2 separate regions of the Bos taurus genome follow, and region 1 is linked to region 2. The links are chromatin contacts, called in public Hi-C maps. All regions are on one chromosome and are shown on one strand. The core of a region is the stretch at or near the end of the contact, and the rest is flanking DNA. Distances in the headings are between cores, read along the strand shown. Region 1 has its middle 160 kb from the start of TRNAG-CCC. Region 2 has its middle 240 kb from the start of TRNAG-CCC.

Region 1 (5,166 bases), core at 1,503-4,002, 83 kb after region 2:
ACATTCCATCCCCAGACAAGGGGCTGGGTACACACTGCTGCTCTCATTTCATAGCCCAGGGATCGGTAGACTTTCTTTAGAAAGGGCCAGGTAGTAAGTATTTTTGGTTTTGTGAGCTGCGCAGCCTCTCTCACAGCTACTCAACTGTGCCATTATCGTGTGAAAGCTCTTCACACATTGTCTGGTACTGTGTGGACAGTACATACATGAAGAAACATGAAGAATCAATAAAACTTTATTTATAGACACCAAAGTCTGAATTTCCTCCAATTTCCACGTGTTATGAAATAGTTTTCTTTTGATTTTTTTAATTCAAAAGATGTAGAGATGTTTACATTTCCATTTAACCTAATTTCCTTTTAAAATGTACATTCAGAGACATAACATTTTAAAGGCAAAAATCATTTAAAATGCAGAGCCCATTCTTAGTTTGTGGGCTTCATACAAAAGTGTAATGGGTTGGATGTTGTCCAGAGGTCATAGTTCACTGACCTCCATCCTAGATGATGTCACTGCTCTGCAGGAATGTTTGGCTCATGCCTTAATCACAGGGGTATAAGCGTCTAACCCAGAACCTAAGCCTGCAAGTTGTTGTTTTTGTTCAGTCTCTAAATTGTTCCGACTCTTTTGTGACCCCATGGACTGTAGCCTGCCAGGCTGCTCTGTCCATGTGATTTCCCAAGAAGAAGACTGGAGTGGGTTGCCATTTCCTTCTCCAGGGCATCTTCCTGACCCAGGGATAGAACCCAAGTCTCCTGCCTGGCAGATGATTCTTTACCACTGAGTCACCAGGTAAGCCCTAAGTTTGCAGGTTACTGGTGCAGAATTCCTAGGGTTTTAGCAAAAGCTTATCTTTCTTTGACAATCAGAGGTAAAACAGTGAAGGCTTTCACTCGTTCATTCATTCATTGATCCTTTAAAATGTGCAGATCCAAGAGGTGGAAAGTATTCATGTCAAGAGCCCCTTTGAAGCCTTAAAACAATCCTTAAGACAGTTGGTTATTTACCATGTTTATCTCCATTTTCCAGATGAGAGCACAGAGGTATAGAGAGAAGCCGTGTTCTTTCCATTTTCTCAGCTGCTTAGTCATTGTGGGGGTGAGATGTTTTCCTTAAGGTGCTAAAGCATAACTGAAATACGCAAAATCAGAAGAACAAAAAAGAGAGAGATTTGAAAGTTTAAAAATACATATACTGTTCCAGCTGGAGCCAATGGGAAAAGCTCAGTGGAGGACGGATTTGGACTGAGCGGCATTTCAACCATCAGAGATGGAGTGCCCTGGGCAACAAGGAGCAGAAAAAACAAGGTCCCAGAGAGGGTATGGAAGTTTGTATGGAGAGCAAGGGATAGGCTGTGCAAAAGTTACAAAAGACCCTGGGGAGGTGGGCCGTGCTAGCCAGAGGAAAACCTGAGACTCCTGCCTGGGGGAGCGGATGAGCTTCAGGGAGCTGGAAATTCTTGGGGGCCAAGTGCCTTAGTTTAAGAGTATGACTGGTTTCAGAAGGTGCTAGAAGTGGGTGTTGAAAGGGGGTAGGGGAGAAAATTCCACACAGGAGAGGGGCTGACCACCAGCTGGACATTCTCAGCCAGAGAGTTTGCAGCCCCCATGGTGCTGGGAGGGTTTGCTGAGCCCAACTTCCTACCTTAACAGGTGAAGGGGTGAAAATGGAGGTAGATGGTTCTTCCAGGTTTAAGCTCAGGCACCTGGTGCACAGAGAGGAACAGAGCTCTGTCCAATTCTTGACCCTGGGAAGGCCCAGCTTCTTCACCCCTTTTATATCCTGATACTCACACCAGGGTGGCCATGAGCAGTCCTGCTTGAGGTTGTGAAACTGAGACCCTGAGGTCACAAAGTCTTGATTGAAGATACATCCCAAGTTTTCTCTATGACTGTGAATAATGGTCACATTTGGAGATCAAACCACAAGGAAATCAGCCCTGAATATTCACCAGAAAGACTGATGCTGAAGCTCCAATACTTTGGCCACCTGATACAAAGAGCCGACTAATTGGAAAAGACCCTGATGCTGGGAAAGATTGAAGGCAACAGGAGAAGGGGGCTACAGAGGATGAGATGGCTGGATGGCATCACCGACTCAATATATATGAGTTTGAGCAAACTCTGGAGATAGTTAAGGACAGGGAAGCCTGGTGGGCTGCCATTCATGGGGTCACAAAGAATCACACAAGAGTGACCGAACAACGAATAACAAATAATGGTTAGCATTGAGTGCTGGCAATATGTTTTCACAGGCTATCCTATTTAACTATTTAATCTTTATAACCTGATGAGAAGTTATTTTATATATATATATATATGTATGTAATATTACACAATATGCCACAAAAAAATCTCAAGTATAAGCAGTCGCTCTGTGCCGTGCTGAGTCCACAGCTAGGATTAGACCCAGGCTGTTGGATGCTACAACCTTTGTTCTTCAAAACCTTTTCACATCTTTATGATACTCCTCTAGTGTATGAGACACACCCCAGGGGACATTCAGTAGAAGAGAAAAAGAGATGAAGGAAGAATCTGAGTCTGGGGGACACTGGAGTCCCTGTTATCTCCCTGGATGGGAAAAAGGCCACGTGCGTGCGTGCAGGGGAGGAGCGGGTGAACGAGCCTGCTGGATGACGTGGGGGTTGGAAGGCGATTCTGAGCAAAGGTCAAGCTTTCCAGAGTGAGCGAGCAGGCTGAACGGTAGTGGCTCTATCCAAGCGGCACTGGCTTAGCAGGCTGCCAAGGCGAGTGCTGAACTTGGCCTGGCACGTAGAGTTGTATAATCATCTCAGCCCTGCCGGGTCACTCCAGAACACCAGGGCAACCTTCGTACCAAAAAAACAAGTTCACGAACGCCTGCCAGTTAGGACAGTCAGAGGAGTAAACAGAGGACGAGTCACACCCCAGGGGCCCGCTAACAGCTTCCCTGTCCTGCTGGGCTGGTAATAATCACATGCCAGCATTTATGGAACATGTGCATGACAGACTTGGGAGGTCTCAGAAGCTGTACATGCACTATCTCTTAGATCATCAAGAGAAGTCCTTGGGACTTCCCTGGCAGTCTAGTGGTTAGGACTCTGCACTTCTACAGCAGGGGGGCAGGGGTTAACCTTTGGTCAGGGAATTAAAACCCCATATGCAGCTCAGCATGGCAAAAAAAAAAAAAAAAAGTATAAAAAGAAAAGTCCATAAAGAAAGTACTAAAATCATCCCATTTTACAGATGAGGGTCAAGAGTTTGCCATGGATCCTTGAGCTATTCCACAGTGGAGCTGGAATTTGACCCCAGGCAACCTGATCCCAGGAGGTACACCCATGGCCTCTGTGCTAAAGAGGGGCAGCTGGGCACGGGGTCATGGAAACAAAGATCTCAGATTCTGGGACTGTGTGGAATCTGATCTTAGCTCTACCGCTTCTCGCTGGAGCTGGTTGACCTTGGATTAAGTATGTTCAGTGTCTGTTAATTAATGCAGATTCCTGGGTTCTAGAGTAGTGGTGGGAATGAGGGATATAAGCAAAATGGCTGCCAATAGTTCCTTCCTAACTGGCATCTGGTTCTCATGAGGCACACAGCCTCTGCCACCTACCCGACTACAGCATGGGTCTTCTCTGAACCTCAGGCTTCTCTTCAGCTCCCATCAGGAGTCACCGCCCCCCCCTCCAAAATGAAATAAAATAAATAATAAAGAGTCACTCCACTCTCCTGGGCTACACTCTCTTTTTAGTGCACACCCACCTAGAGTTGCATCAGGTGACAACAAAGTCTATCCCAAAAACATATTCTCTGATCACCCAGCCCCAGGCCTTCCTCCATCCCAGCACAGTCAGCCTTCAACCTCACCCATTCATTCTCTTGCCAGTTCATTACCCTCCCTCCATTCAGGGAACAACCAAGGAAATGTAATAGGTAGAAAACTCAGCTGAGGCAATCTGGCTTATTTCTAGAAGTTAAGACACTCAGTCTGGAGTGCAAAGAAATAGAAACATTGAACTCACCAAAGGCAGGTGAAGACAGTCTTCTGTAAGGCCTCCCTGATAGCTCAGTCAGCAAAGAATCCACCTGCAATGCAAGAAACCCTGGTTCGATTCCTGGGTCGGGAAGATCCACTAGAGAAGGGATAGGCTACCCACTCCAGTATTCTTGGACTTCCCTGGTGGCTCTGCCTGGAATGCAGGAGACCTGGGTTCGATCCCTGAGTTGGGAAGATCCCCTGGAGAAGGGAACAGCTACCCACTCCAGTATTCCCCAAACCTATTTGAAAGCAAAACCTCCCATCCTGCCTGCCTCAGAGGTAATCAGTTCCATAAACATAGAGTTACCAACCTGGGGAGGCACTATGTTTCTTGTCAACCAAGAATCCTGCCACCCTTTCCTAAAAGCTGGGCCCCCTCTCCCGGGGAGGGACACGGAGGTCCACGCATAGAACTGTGTTTCAACGTAATTGCTTTCCTTTGTAATCCTGAGTGTTCTATAATATGCATTTTAATATGCATTTTGAAAGCATTATTCTGAAAAGTCAAAAGGGTCCTGCTGCTGCCCCTGCTAAGTCACTTCAGTCGTGTCCGACTCTGTGCGACCCCATAGATGGCAGCCCACCAGGCTCCCCCGTCCCTGGGATTCTCCAGGCAAGAACACTGGAGTGGGTTGCCATTTCCTTCTCCAACGCGTGCAAGTGAAAAGTGAAAGTGAAGTCACTCAGTCATGTCTGACTCTTATCGACCCCATGGACTGCAGCCTACCAGGCTCTTCTGTCCATGGGATTTTCCAGGCAAGAGTACTGGAGTGGGATGCCATTGCCTTCTCCCAAAAGGGTCCAAGGCACCAAAAAAAAAAAAAAAGAAAAGAAAAAATTCCAAAACTCTCTGAACCTGGAAGGACCAGTCCTTAGGAATGCATGAGTCCCTTGTGCTTCAAGACATAATTCCCTGAAGGTTTCTCATAGGTTTCCAGATAGCAGTATGTTGCCCCACCTTTCAGCTTCCTGATGGAAACCCTCCTGCTTTGCCTGTGGATGTGCGTAACTAAGAGGAGAGACAAACAAAGCAAGAATGACTCTATTCTGATATGTACAGCCTTTTCCCATGATGCCCCTTGCCCTGCTAGGCATCACTGCACTGCAACTAGGAAGAGCAAGTCTCTGATAAGTGTTTGCTGAATGCACAAG
Region 2 (5,509 bases), core at 2,678-5,177:
GCAGCACACCAGGCCTCCCTGTCCGTCACCGACTCCCAGAGTTCACCCAAACTCTTGTTCATCAAGTCAGTGATGCCATCCGACCATCTCATCCTCTGTCATCCCCTTCTCCTCCTGCCCCCAATCCCTCCCAGCATCAGAGTCTTTTCCAATGAGTCAACTCTTCACATGAGGTGGCCAAAGTATTGGAGTTTCAGCTTTAGCATCAGCCCTTCCAAAGAACACCCAGGACTGATTCTAGAGTCCTTTTTTAAAAAGATAAACTATTATATGAAAATTCAACATGAAAAACAGATAAACACGGGACTGCTTGGCATCACTGACTCGATGGACATGAGTCTCAGTGAACTCCGGAAGTTGGTGATGGACAGGGAGGCCTGGCGTGCTGTGATTCATGGGGTCGCAAAGAGTCAGACACGACTGAGCAACTGATCTGATCTGATCAGACTTTAGCTGTAAGAGTGATATTCTTGAAGCTCTTCCTACTCAACTTCTCTCATCTCCATTAAAGTATCTGAGGGCTTCTTGGAACAAAATTCAAAAACCACTGGATAAAACCAGTGTTTTCAAAGTCTGGCAAGCATTACCCTCAATAAGTAATGTATTTTACACAATGACCCAGAACACAGGTTAACACAGATCAGTAAATCAATTGTTTCTCAACATTATTTCACCCTCAGTGCAATACAGTCTATATTTTCCATTCTATTCATCTCACTTTGTAAATATTGATCATGAATTACCTGGTGGCTCAGCCAATAAAGAACCTGTCTGCAACGCAGAAGACCTGGGTTCAATCCCTGGGTCAGGAAGATCCTCTGGACCACCGCCAAACAGCTCGTGCCCCATGGTTAGAAGCCACTGAGTTTGGTGATCTCTTAAATCTTTCAGTATTGTAAATCTATTAGTCTATCATTCTAAAGCTTCCATCCCCTCAATGTCCACTGTTTATTCTCAAGGACAAGGAGAGGTTGGTGATGGGCATCACCTAAAAGAACAGAAGTTAAGTTCTACAGAAGCTATAATAATGCTCCCAAGAGTAATGGAGATGACTTGCCCTCATGGACACTAACAAAACCAGTAGATGAGCTTGTGAGGAGAGTTTACTCTGGAGTCAGACTACTTAAGTTAAATTCCCAGTTATGCCAAGTGTAGCCTGGGTTACTTGGGTTTAGGAGAAGACTCTTGAGAGCCCCTTGTGCTGCAAGGAGATCAAACCAGTCCATCCTAAAGGAAATCAACCCTGAATATTCATTGGAAGGACTGATGCTAAAGTCCTTCCAAGAAACTTTGATGCTTTGGCCACCTGATGCAAAGAACTGACTCATTGGAAAAAACCCTGATGCTGGGAAAGATTGAAGGTAGGAGAAGGGGACAACAGAGGATGAGGTGGTTGGATGGCATCACCGACTCAATGGACATGAATTTGAACAGGTTCCAGGAATTGGTGATGGACAGGGAGGCCTGGAGTGCCACAGTCCATGGGATCACAAAGAGTCAGACACGACTGGGTGACTGAACTGAACTGACTGAATCTATCTGCAGCTCAATAATTACCTCCTCTGATATTTAGGTCTAATAACAAAGGATTAGCCTTTCAGGATTGTGAATAGCATTAAATAAGATAATATATAATGGAGTTAGCACAGCCAGGTACAGTGCATGCTCGGAGTTCCCTAGAGTTAATAAGGGAATAGATGGCTTTTTTCCCAAGGGAGTGGGCTTCATAACTAAGACAAAATATGAATTGATCTCTCTCCTCCCCATTTTAATAGTCAGAGGGATCTCTGTTCAAATTTTTTCTCTGCCACTTGAGAGTTGGGGTCTTAACAGTGGTCGTGGATGACTCACACTTTCTGAGCTTCAAGATCCTCAGCTGTGAAATGGGAATAACAAAACCTATTTGGCAGAGTCGTTACAAGTAAAGTGGAAATAATGAATGGAAAACAACTGGCACAGTGCCTGCTACCTAGGAAGAGCTCAGTAGAAAAGAAGGAGACACAGAGAACAAGAGAGAGACAGAAAGACAGAGAGACACCCTGACAATATCCGGCTTTTTAAAAAGTACTTTGAAAAGCAACTGCTCATATTTGAAAATGATTGAAGAACATTCAAGTTGTGTGATAAACAGCCAACTGCAACTAAATCATATTGGTTATCTTAGCTATGATTTAGTGCTCTAAAATGCAGAGCCCTACCAAAAAGTTCCAGCAACATGAAGTCATAAAATTCATCATTTTTGGGTGGGTGTGTGTGTGTGTGTGTGTGTGATAAAGAGAGAGAGAGAGATCTCTTTGGCTCAGCAAACATAATTTGTCTCTTGTGTGCCACAAAATATACTGGGGTTATATAATAATTAAAGTTAAGTTCCTACCATCAAGAAACCTATAATCAATCAATATTTCAACCTCAATCCCCTTTTCACTGAGCACTTTCCATGTAGTAAGCACTGGGCCAGGTGTTCTAAAGACATTATTTTACCTGATCCTCAGAGCAACCTGGTCACACAGGATTTGTTACTCTTGTGTCACAGAGTCAAGAATCCCAAGGCCACAAAACTATTAAGAGATGGAGCAGGAATCTGAACCCAGATCCCTCTGACCATGAAAGCCTAATCCTCTGCAACATCCCAGTTCTGTTCCCATGGATTCAGAGATATAGACAAAAAGGTCACAAGATATTACATAACATACCAACCGCATGGCACCTCTGGCTGCATAACCTAAGTATAGGGCTGTGATTGAAAACATGGGTTTCAGGCTTGGCTTGACCTGGCCTCACATTCTTGCTCTATCACTTAACACTTAATAACACTAAAGCTCAAGAGAAAGAGAAAGTCAGATGGGTGCGTGATACAACAGAAGGTTTATATAAATGTGCACTCACACATGTGTACACTCAAATGATAGATTCAGTGCTAGAAGTTACCTGAGAGAATGTCCATTCAATGCCCTTACTCTGCAGTTGAGAAAGCCAACAGGGAGAGCATCAGAGCTTTCCTGCCAGGGGTCCCAAGGTAGAAAGAGCTGAGGGCACTGGACTCCCATCCCACCAGTCCAGGGCTGTCTCCAAAGCCACACCCCAGGCTACCTCCCTCTATGAATGTGCTCAAGTTTTCAAACGGCAACTCCCCCAAATCAGAGGAAGTGCCCGCCCCCAGATAAAGCCGATTCTTGCCTTGGAAGAATGTCCATCTCCTTCTGAGATTGTCCTCTATCCGCTCATTTGCAGGGTCACAAGAAGGGCAGGGGAATGCTTTCATGACGTGACTCCTGGGTCTCCACACCCAAGAATGCAGGAAGGTTTAAATAAATCAGACTGCAGTCAAGAATGCAGACAGGCTCCCCCACATGTTCTGTGTTTTGTTTTTTTTTTTTCCCCCCTGGGTGGATACCATCAGCTGTCCTGTTGCTAAGAGACAGGAGTGGGTGGGAAAAGCCAAGAGCCCTATTTTTCAAACTTATCTACAAAACCAGTTGCGCCTCTGCTCCCTCCAGGGGTTCGGCTTTCTTAAGAACAGGATGTTACAACCCATTAGATGGAGAGAGTGAGAGGCCTTTTATTTTTTCGAGAAATGAACAGAGCTTTTCCTGGACCTCCAATGTCATCCAGCAGAGTCCTGGGAGCTGCCAGTGATGGGTCTGACGCAATGTTTGGGAAAGAGCCGCAGAGTACACATGACTCAACAAAATATTCGGATTTGCATTCCTATCTCTTGGGAAGCTGGACTTATCAGCACCAACAAGTGCTGCGGGCCAGTGAGACTGCTGGGTTGAGTTTGTCATTGGAGAATTAAAAGTAATTTAAAAAAAAAAAAAAAGGTTGCCGGGAGGTGAACATTTGAATCACTCCGGGACTTTCCTTCTAGGTTACATTCCAATCCGACAGACCCAAACCTGGCAGAGCTATGCTATTGCTCAATGTCAAAAACATTCGCCTGGAATGCGGGACATGTGAACTTGGACACCCCCTGCAGCTCCCCTGTATGGCCCAGCAGGCCGCCTCCGCTACAAACACACTGGTCAGGGGACCAGATGCAGAGCCCAGGTCACGTTCCATAGAAAAAGGCAGGGACCCGAAAGGTAAGCTCTCAGCAGCATTTCTCCCCGTCGGCCTTTGTAGACTCACCGTCCACTTTGATGAGCCCAGCAGAGATGGAAAACGAGCCCTTGGGAACAGGTCAGTGGATCTGTTTGCCCTTAGAAGAAAGCAAGAATATGAACTAACTTCCTCCTTCTCTGGGTTTGTACTTGGCCATATGAGCCCGGAAAAAAAAAGAAAAAAGAAATCCCGCTACAATTATTTATTTCCAAAGAACTCTAAGAGCAACATATGCTGCTGCTGCTGCTGTTGCTAAGTCGCTTCAGTCGTATCCAACTCTGTGCGACCCCATAGAAGGCAGCCCACCAGGCTCCCCTGTCCCTGGGATTCTCCAAGCAAGAACACTGGAGTGGGTTGCCATTTCCTTCTCCAAAGAGCAACATGTAAGAATATCTAATTCCCCATTCTGCTCCCAGCCCATGCACCCCTCCCACCTCAGTTTAGATAGTCAAGGTAGCAATCCTTGTTACTCTGGTATAAATGAGAACATAACTCGTTGTACCCAAAACAAAATTCCATTTAGACCTTGCAGCGTGTTCCAGAGCTCATTGTCCCAGCCAGCAAAGAACTAATGCTTGGCAGAGCCTTCTGAATAACTATATCCACATCCCAGCATCCTCCTTTCTACCTCTAAAACCAGTACAGAGAAAAGGAAGCCATCACAGGCCTCGTGCCATCAGCAACACAGAGTAGCGGAGTTGAGTGCAGGGTGTGAGGGTCCAGGATGCACAGATTCTAGAAGACAAAAATACCTAACTGAAATCAAATGCTTACTGTAAAGAGGCAGATGGCAAAAACTTGATGGCTGTCTCCTATTTAATTTTCACAACAACCCAGTGAGGTATATCTATAATACCTTTTCAGATTTATCACCAGTCAAAACAGCCTTGAAAGTCCCCCACTACACAGAAGGTGAAAACTTACTGCTAAAGAGGGATGATTATTCAGGCCAGCTGTCACAGCTGACGCAATCTTTCACATAGGACAGCAATTAGCTGAAAGAAATCCCAAACCACTGATGCCCTCAATCCTTAATTACCCATCTGGGTTTGTGGTTTTGTCAACCAAAGAGACACTTGGAGTAGCAAGTGAAAGGGCTGTTCAAAGAAGATTTTTTAAAGGAGGCGAAGCATCTCTTCTTGGAAGACTGACAGGTGGGAAGACACCAGGCAACCAAGATGCTGCTGCTGCTGCTGCTAAGTCACATCAGTCGTGTCCGACTCTGTGCGACCCTATAGATGGCAGCCCCATAGACATCTCCGCCGTCCTTGGGATTCTCCAGGCAAGAACACTGGAGTGGGTTCCCATTTCCTTCTCTGAGGCAACCAAGCTAAGAGAGACCAAAGGCAGGATGTCAAGAACTGAGCTAGTTGTCCTTTAACCTCTGGAGTGGGGAGGAGGCGGTGGA

Evidence for each region. A called contact is a pair of places that touch in the nucleus more often than the background predicts.
Region 1: a contact with region 2 is called in a Hi-C map of skeletal muscle, with 5 times the contacts expected there. The contact joins two enhancer-like sites. A contact is called at or near these places in 2 of 11 Hi-C or Micro-C datasets (liver and skeletal muscle).

The regions. Positions count from the first base shown.
Region 1 is chr14:12,361,664-12,366,829 of ARS-UCD2.0, forward strand. No RefSeq gene overlaps it. Among named protein-coding and RNA genes, the nearest start is that of TRNAG-CCC, 160 kb to the right of the region's middle. Within about 2 kb of position 2,753, at least 31 of the 102 cell types and tissues checked have an H3K27ac peak or open chromatin away from gene starts, as enhancers often do. A contact at or near this core is called in liver and skeletal muscle, where this site is marked.
Region 2 is chr14:12,277,829-12,283,337 of ARS-UCD2.0, forward strand. No RefSeq gene overlaps it. Among named protein-coding and RNA genes, the nearest start is that of TRNAG-CCC, 240 kb to the right of the region's middle. Within about 2 kb of position 3,928, at least 47 of the 102 cell types and tissues checked have an H3K27ac peak or open chromatin away from gene starts, as enhancers often do. A contact at or near this core is called in liver and skeletal muscle, where this site is marked.